Regions from separate parts of the Drosophila melanogaster genome. Here region 2 is linked to region 1. The links are chromatin contacts, called in public targeted proximity ligation maps. All regions are on one chromosome and are shown on one strand. The core of a region is the stretch at or near the end of the contact, and the rest is flanking DNA. Distances in the headings are between cores, read along the strand shown. Region 1 holds the start of side-VI (sidestep VI). Region 2 holds the start of mAcon2 (Mitochondrial aconitase 2).

Region 1 (4,048 bases), core at 601-3,100:
ATAGAAATAAAAAGTAGGTTATGCACAGACAGCATTTTAATATGATTTCCATGGCTTATGTCTCCTCGGGATAGACTAACGCACTTCTCAGACTGACTAACTGACACCCCGGCATCAACAAAATGATCAAAGGCAATGGGAAATATTATCCCTGACACAATCGCAGACAAATTGTAAGTTCCACTCATCTGTGTGACCCACTTTGGCGTTGTGCCTTCAAAGAGATCAGCAGGGAATTTCAGCAATACTGATGACTAAACTTATAAAGCTTTATACCAGCAAAGTCTGACAAATGATTATAAAAAATTTATTCGCAGCTGAAGAATTTAAGAAAGCACAAGTTGTGTTCAACAGCTTTGAAAAGATTTAAAATTCCTTTAACTAATAAGTAACGTAACAAGCGTTTGGTTTTCCATAATTGTTTTACCATTTTTTGATACAATATTTTGCTGCCATTCGTTGACAACAAAATGATTCTTTAATATTAGGGAATTAGGAATGAAATTCCTAAAAGATATTTAAATCCTCCAATTTTCCTACACCGTCTTAGATTTGTTTCCAATAAAACTCTTTATTTTCATTCAATTCCGAATTATTATTACAAGAAGACTGCACTGAATTAAGCACTGAATTTATTTCTTGTATTCAGGCCTTTTGTGTGGAATTGTTTTCACTTTAATACCATTACATTTCCACATACCTCCAAGCTGAATAGAATAAATGTTTCTATTTTTAATGCTTCAACCTTCTTAGCACAATGGCCTGCATTATTATTCTTAGCATACTTTTGAGCGCTCACTTTCGTCTGAAGATTAGGTTTGTCGGTACAAAAGTATATGTACGTTTATTTTGGTAGATATTTACTTCCCACATGCACTTACCCCTGTTTCGGCCGTATTGTATCCTTTTGCTGTGGCGTTTACTCCGCTTTTTGGCGTTTTTTACGGCCTTTGTAATAAAATCAGCCCTCAGGGGTTAGGAGGAAATGGAGTTGTTGCTGCTGCTGTGCTTATTGCTTATTGCTCCTGTAGAGGGCGTGTTGGCATTAAGCGAGTTTTTATGCAGCCAGCGAGACGCACACACATCATATGAAAAGGAGCTGAAGGAGTTGGAGGAGCAGCGGCAGGCAATTGAGCAAAAAATATGGCAAAGTATTTGGCGGGTGCGAGGCATAAATTTCGATTTCGTCGGCCTTGCTTTTGCTTTGCTTCTGCTGCTAACTTTCTCGTCTTCGAATCGCCGCCAGCCGCGAGGCCAATATTTAAAGTAGCAGCCGATGCGAACTTTATTTATGGCTCAATAATGTGTATTTTGATTTATGCATTGTGGGCGCGTACACAAGCGCACATATATATAGTCGTACACTGTAACTGCGGCACACACATACACGCTCCCAATCGCACTCACTCACATACACTCACTGTATTGTTGCCTCAAGCCAAAAAGGACGCGATTTGCATAACAACACATTCAGAAACTTAACGCAGGCGTTTGAGATGTTTCTACTTCTACTTCTAGCACGTGCACTCTCGTCTCGCTTGACGTTTTTCTATTTTTATTTGGTTGTTGTATATTCAGCATTCAACAATTGCGATAACCGATTGAGATATATACTTTTGACTAGGTTGGGTGGCACTTGTTTCTTGATTTCCAGCCCAATTGCTTCGTTCGCCAGTTTGCGGATGCGGACGGTCAACACTGCGGCTACGCGATGTGAGGCGATGCGATGCGATGCGATGCCGCCCGTACGACAGCGACAACGACAACGACAACACGACAACGAAAACGAGAACGACAAACGGCGGCAACGGAGCACGACAACTACACAAATCCACGACCTTTTCAGTACTAAAGCGCCTGGCCATTCATTCGTGGCTTTGGCCACTTTTGCCATCGCCCTCCACGATTCGGATCCTTCGGCTTTCGCTCGGGTCGCGCATTTTCGACTTTGCCGAACAGTCGAATCCTTTGGGTTTCCCTGTGTGTGTGTGTGTGTGAGCCTTGTAAGTGGGCCAACACTTGCCGCCGATTCGATTTCGAAAGCCAGAACGGCTGGCAAGGGCCAGAGTATAAGAGTTTTGGTTGTAAAATCCAAAAGTCGTCTTGGTTGTCAATCTGTGGAAGCCAAGTGGTAGGTAAGCTTACCTCAAACGCTTCATGAACTTGAATTGTCAAGTTTTAAAAACGAAATATAAACTACCAGGGGCAAAAGATAAAAAAGATGTTTGTGAATGAAAAAATAAATCACTTCTTATTTTTATCTATTGATAATAATACTAAAAGTTATGAAAAGTATTCACCTTGTTGACTATATCTTGTATTAAAAATCATCTTATACCTTACTTGAAAGGATCCCAAATGTTTTTATTGTTTTTTGAACCAATATTTTTGAATATGCTGCCATGATGATGGAAGTATATCAATATGAAATCCCGATCATGATTTATTTGCGACTTTCCACTTCCCTTCCCCCCTGCCGTGGGTGTCCAGTCCTACCTCAACACCCTTTTGCCCTTGCGAACCTTCTAAAAACATATTCCACCACGCATTCCTGTGGAACCTTTTGCTTTCCCTCTCTTTTGCGTTTCCATCGAACTCACGATGTCTGCCTCTCTTCAAAATCGCATCTACCTAGATGAATGAGAGTTTCAGAAAGCGGTTACCAAGAGCATCTCGCACTTACTGCAGTTTCGCTGGTCAAGGCAGCCAGTCAAGGATCACAGATTACAATGAATACTTCACTAATGTTTGGCTAAAGTTCATGCAGTAAGACTATAAACCCAATTAAATATATAAAGTCCGTATAGGTGAATAAAAGACCAATAGAACCATTTCCGGGTTCTGGCATCGTTTTAAGAAACTCTAATGTCCTACTTATTAAACCCAAAATGTAAGCCCAGCTGAGTGATTAATTAATCAGAATTTCCTGATTGATTTCCTCAAGGTGTAGGCTAAAAAATGGCACCGCTACAACTTAACCTACACCACCATCAAAATCACGCATCACACCGCTTACAAAAAAAACTCTACTACAATGGGGTGTAAGCATGTAAGTTGACATGGGACCACGAGACCCGAAGCTCGCATCTCTCACGCTTTCTCTGAACTTTCTCTCGGCTTTCTCTGGCTCTCTTTTCGATTTCGAAAGCGTGGTTTCGCCAGACATGCGCCCGAAACCAGCAAAAAAAAAACCGAATGAATTGTGGAACGCGAAAACTTTTGCTTGGCATGAATGGGATTTTTTCAAAATTTCCAACGGTTTCACTCTTATACCACTCAAGGAAAGCTCTCGCTTTGCAAGGCGATCCACTCAAAGGATGAAGAATGGGACACATGGGTAGCACTGCAACAATTGCACAGCCTAATCTTATCAAATTTCATTTACACGCTTGGCCAAACTCTAATGGCAAATCCAATGCCGAAATGAAGATAGCACTAAACCACTTTCGTCAGCACACACACACACACACACACACTCGCGGACTCTTTTTCCTTACTTTCCCCATATATATATATAGTGTGCACATATAGAAAATGTAACTGGTGATGTTGTCAAAGTATTTGGCTCCTCCACGCGACATTCTTTGGGCCAAAATAGCGCTGGCTAAACATTAACTAAAACTGCAAAATTCCATCACTCACACACACATAATCAAAAGCCCAGGACGACACTCACACACACATGCAGTTTCGTGTGTGGTGTAGATTGTCGGTCTTCTGTTCCTACAAAATCTCAACGCTCAACCGCCAAGCATGGCATTTCATCAGGCGGCAGCAACGAGAGCAGCTGCACCAGAATCAGTCTAAAACTAATCAGGAATGGCCGATTTGATACCCATTAGTTGTTGTATTTTAGATTTTGCAATAGATGTATTGTTTCAGTTTCCTTATATCTTATAATCATTTTATCATTTATTAATTTTAATTTGTTGATTTCTTTTAAGTATAAGTAATAATGCAGTATTATTTCCAACTACCCCAATCCGAAATGAGTAGCAAGTTTAAAAAACCCTTAACCCCTTTTCCCTGGCTGGCGAAAAACCCCAGC
Region 2 (4,048 bases), core at 518-3,017, 160 kb before region 1:
TTGCAGGCGATCCGACTTGGGATCGACATTGACCTTGATATCATCTGCTTTCGCTGGGGGAGCCTGATAGGTATCCTCTCCGGGATCAAAACCCTTGGATGGCAGCTCTTCGCCGTGCGGTTCCTTGAGCTTGAACGTTTTGCCATCGGTACCCGTAAGCTCATCCGTCATCGGATTGAAATCCAAACGTCCGGCGATAGCCAATGCAGTTGCCATTTCTGGACTCGTAACAAAACAATGTGTTGCTGGATTGGCATCATTTCGACCGGTGAAGTTGCGATTATACGACGTGACAATGGTGTTCTTCTCTCCCATCTTTACATCCTTGCGATCCCACTGTCCAATGCAGGGACCACAGGCATTCGCCAGCACGGTGCCTCCAAACTTCTCAAGCACATCTATAATGCCGTCCCGTGCGATTGTAGCTCGAACTTGCTCCGATCCCGGGGTAACATTAAATGGAACGCACGATTTTAGGCCATGACCCAGTGCGTCATTGGCTATGCTGGCACATCGTCCCATGTCCTCGTAGGAGGAGTTCGTGCAGGAACCAATTAGACTCACTTTGATTTCCATCGGATAGCCATTCTTCTCGGAGTTCTGACCCAGTTTACTAATGGGATGGGCCAAATCGGGAGTGAAGGGGCCATTCACCAGCGGTTCCAAGGTGTCCAAATTGATCTCGATCACCTTATCGTATTTGCAACCCTCATCCGGAACCAAAAGATCTTTATTCTTTGTGGCCTCATCAGCGATGGCACCTCTACCGGTTGCACGCAAATATGTGACCATGCGTTCGTTGAATGGAAATATTGAAGTTGTGGCACCGATTTCAGCACCCATGTTGGTAATAGTAGCCATGCCTGTGCAGGAAATAGATTCGACGCCAGGACCATGGTACTCCACAATGGCACCCGTACCTCCTTTAACGGTCAGAATCTCGGCCACTTTAAGGATGACATCCTTGGGCGAAGTCCACCCACTGATCTTACCCGTGAGATGGCATCCAATCACGGTCGGGCACTTGAGTTCCCACGGTATATTCGCCATCACATCGACGGCATCAGCACCACCAACTCCAACGCATAGGCAACCCAATCCGCCGCCATTCGGAGTATGGGAATCAGTTCCGATCATCAGTAGTCCGGGAAATGCATAGTTCTCTAAAATGATCTGATGAATTATGCCGCTGCCAGGCTTCCAGAAACCCAAGTTATACTTGGCACACGCCGAGGACAGAAAATCGTACACCTCCTTGTTCAGATCCTTAGCCCTGGCCAAGTCCTTATCGCCACTGATCTGGGCCTCAATTAAGTGATCACAGTGGACGGTGGATGGAACTGCTACCTTCTTCAGGCCCGACGAAATGAACTGCAGTAGCGTCATCTGGGCAGTCGCATCCTGCAGGGCAACGCGATCTGGTCGCAATCGCAAATAGGACTTGCCTCGTTCGATTTCCTGTGAATCCGGTTGATCCAAATGGGAATATAACACCTTCTCCGACAAGGTTAGCGGTCCACCCAGTCGACCCTTGATGCAATCCAGGTTTTCCCTCAACTTCTTATAGGGCAAGGGAATTCCGGTATCAAAATTTGACATTGCCACTTTATCACATCGTGGAAAACGCGCCGTGTGAAAGTTTCGCACCATGGAACCCGCCAAACATATATATCTATGTGTTCGTTGAGCCATTTGAATGTGTTTGTATTGTATTTGCACAAATTTTGTTGATTTATTGGTTAGCAGTTCGTGTTGTTGAAGTCGAAGTGATTTACTAGGGAGTAAAAAAATTGGTTTGCTTTGATTCGAAATCTTAATTGTATTCAACTTTGTAGCAAAATACAAGAACATCTTTCGATTTTCCTTCCATCCTGAAAACACAGAGCTTAAAATTTAATTACATCTTCCAATAAAATGCAACTGAATAAACTGTTCGACCGTAGCTATTAATTAAACAGCATCCACACCTTCGGCAAACGTATGTATACTCATATTTATTGGGTTAGCTCATTGTTCCGTGCGTATTTGATGCGCACCAACAGTTGCAGATGCAAAGTGGCATCCAAAGGGTGAGCTGAGTGGGCATTTCAACGGATTTCATGTTGCAAGTGAATCAGTGGGCGTGCGACTGGTTAGGAGGATGGAAGGAGGGTGGAGCCATCGATGGCATAGGCCAAGTGACAGTCAACTACAGACGAGACGAAGAGTGCCAGCGAACTGGACGGATGACAAACAGAAGGACAGGGGATGCATGGATGCCAGGATGCGAGCCGGCTACCAAAGTGTCAACTGCAAGTGAGTGTGACGGTGGGCACTGCAACCTCCTGTGATTGTGTTTGGTTTGCTGGCATCGTGTCATAATGGGCGATGTGGGATGACGATGTGGATGTGGATGTGGAACAGCGGACAGGAGACGAGCGCCAGGAGACAGGAGACATTGGTAGTTGGCCGCACCACATTCAATTGAAATCGACGTGCCTGTTGGCCACAATGCCATTGACGAGCCTGCTGCTGCTGCTGCTGCTGCTGCTGCTCAGGGTGGTTTCTCGCTACCAAAGGATCCTGGTCGTACAACATGGCAATGGTATTGTCGTCCTGCCACTCCCTAACGATGCCAAAAATTGATTGGCAACTACTTGGCACACACTCTTGACCGCAAAACTTTTTCTCCGTTCGCCGCTTGCCCGTTATTCCCAAAAATGTACAAAATCATAAAAATATGTTAAAGATCTTTTAGATAATAATCGTTCATCTAGTAAATTTTTAAAGATTGTTGTATAACTTTATACTTTTAATTCATGATCTAATGATATGATGATATAACCTTTTACTCTGGCGTACAAGATCTGTACTTAAATATCGGAAAGTCTGAAGATCGTGAAATACTATTTGAATTCTTCCTGGAAACGCCAGCTGTTCCAATACATTTGTCAGCTGAACAAACGCTGATTATTAATCTGTTTAATTGATCGATTGCTGCTTGTTCCGCTTTCAGCAACATCGAATTGCAAATTGGAAACTGGCCATCCGACCGTTCGCTTTCCATCCAATGAAGCGCGGTGGGTCAATTTGATTGGGGGGCTGAAAATGTCAAGGTTGTGCAAATTTCATCCCAAAACACATGGTCGCTTAGTTTTGTGCGCTGTCATTTGCCATCGCATATTAGATTCGCAATCTCGTGGCCTCGTTGCCCGCCGGTCATCATATGCTCCTGTTCCAGAAAGGAAAATGCAATTAGCTTAAATATATTTGCGTTTGTCCATTGGCCTTGGCCGAAAAAGTGTCCGGCTCAAAGTGTCGACAATTCTCATTCGCTTTGGTATAAATTATTGCATTTGAAGTATTAAACTTTGGCTATAAATAAGGGAAACTTACAGGTGTAGGTGTTTCCTAACCCTTGATTGGATTTATCTACTCTTTATAGAGGTCTTTTTAGTTTTTTAAATTGCTTTAAAAATATTTTCCCAATTTCAATAATTGAAATTCTAGTAAATTTACTTTATAAATCTTTATAAAAATTTAAATATGTTCTTATATTGAATAGTTTTTCGCTTAGTAAGGATCTATCATAAAAATCTCCTTGACCATTGAAATACACAAGTGCAATTTCTGTTTTATATTATAATCTAATCAAAATAGTTGAGAACGTTGAAAAATATCCCACATAACCGGAACAATTCAAAGTTTTAGCTGCTTCTGTTCTTTTTTATACTTTAGTGACTTGATGTCTGATTGGGCGAATGCCCGAAAATTGCCGGCAAAATTTATGTACTCGTGCCCGGGGAAAGAAAGAAAATGTGGGCAAACGAACTATGGCCATATGTAGCACTGATCCGGGGAATTCGGGGTGGTGGCGGGTGGTCGGAGTGGTGGGCGCGAGGAGCTGTAGGTGTGGCCGCTGTGGTGTCGGTGGCCAAAGTTGCAACAAAACTGAAACTTTGGACTGGCAAAAATTTTTAATCCTCGCTTTCTTCTTCTCCTTTTATTATTCCCCACTCTTTCCAGATTTTTTATTCGAATCTTTTTGCTGGGCGTGGATGTGGGTGTG

The links.
Region 2: a targeted proximity ligation map of the Kc167 cell line shows a contact between it and region 1, with 6 times the contacts expected there. A contact is called at or near these places in 6 of 107 Hi-C or Micro-C datasets (the Clone 8 cell line, the ML-DmBG3-c2 cell line, the S2 cell line and 3 more) and 1 of 7 datasets of targeted methods (the Kc167 cell line).

What each region holds. Positions count from the first base shown.
Region 1 is chr3R:10,970,183-10,974,230 of dm6, reverse strand. side-VI (sidestep VI) reads right to left here and starts at 1,850. Exons shown (of 17, transcript NM_001043240.3): 1 at 882-1,850. It overlaps lncRNA:CR45561 (long non-coding RNA:CR45561), which reads right to left. Exons shown (of 1, transcript NR_125138.1): 1 at 3,953-4,048.
Region 2 is chr3R:11,134,896-11,138,943 of dm6, reverse strand. It overlaps mAcon2 (Mitochondrial aconitase 2), which reads right to left and starts at 1,767. Exons shown (of 1, transcript NM_141785.3): 1 at 1-1,767. The coding sequence starts at 1,692.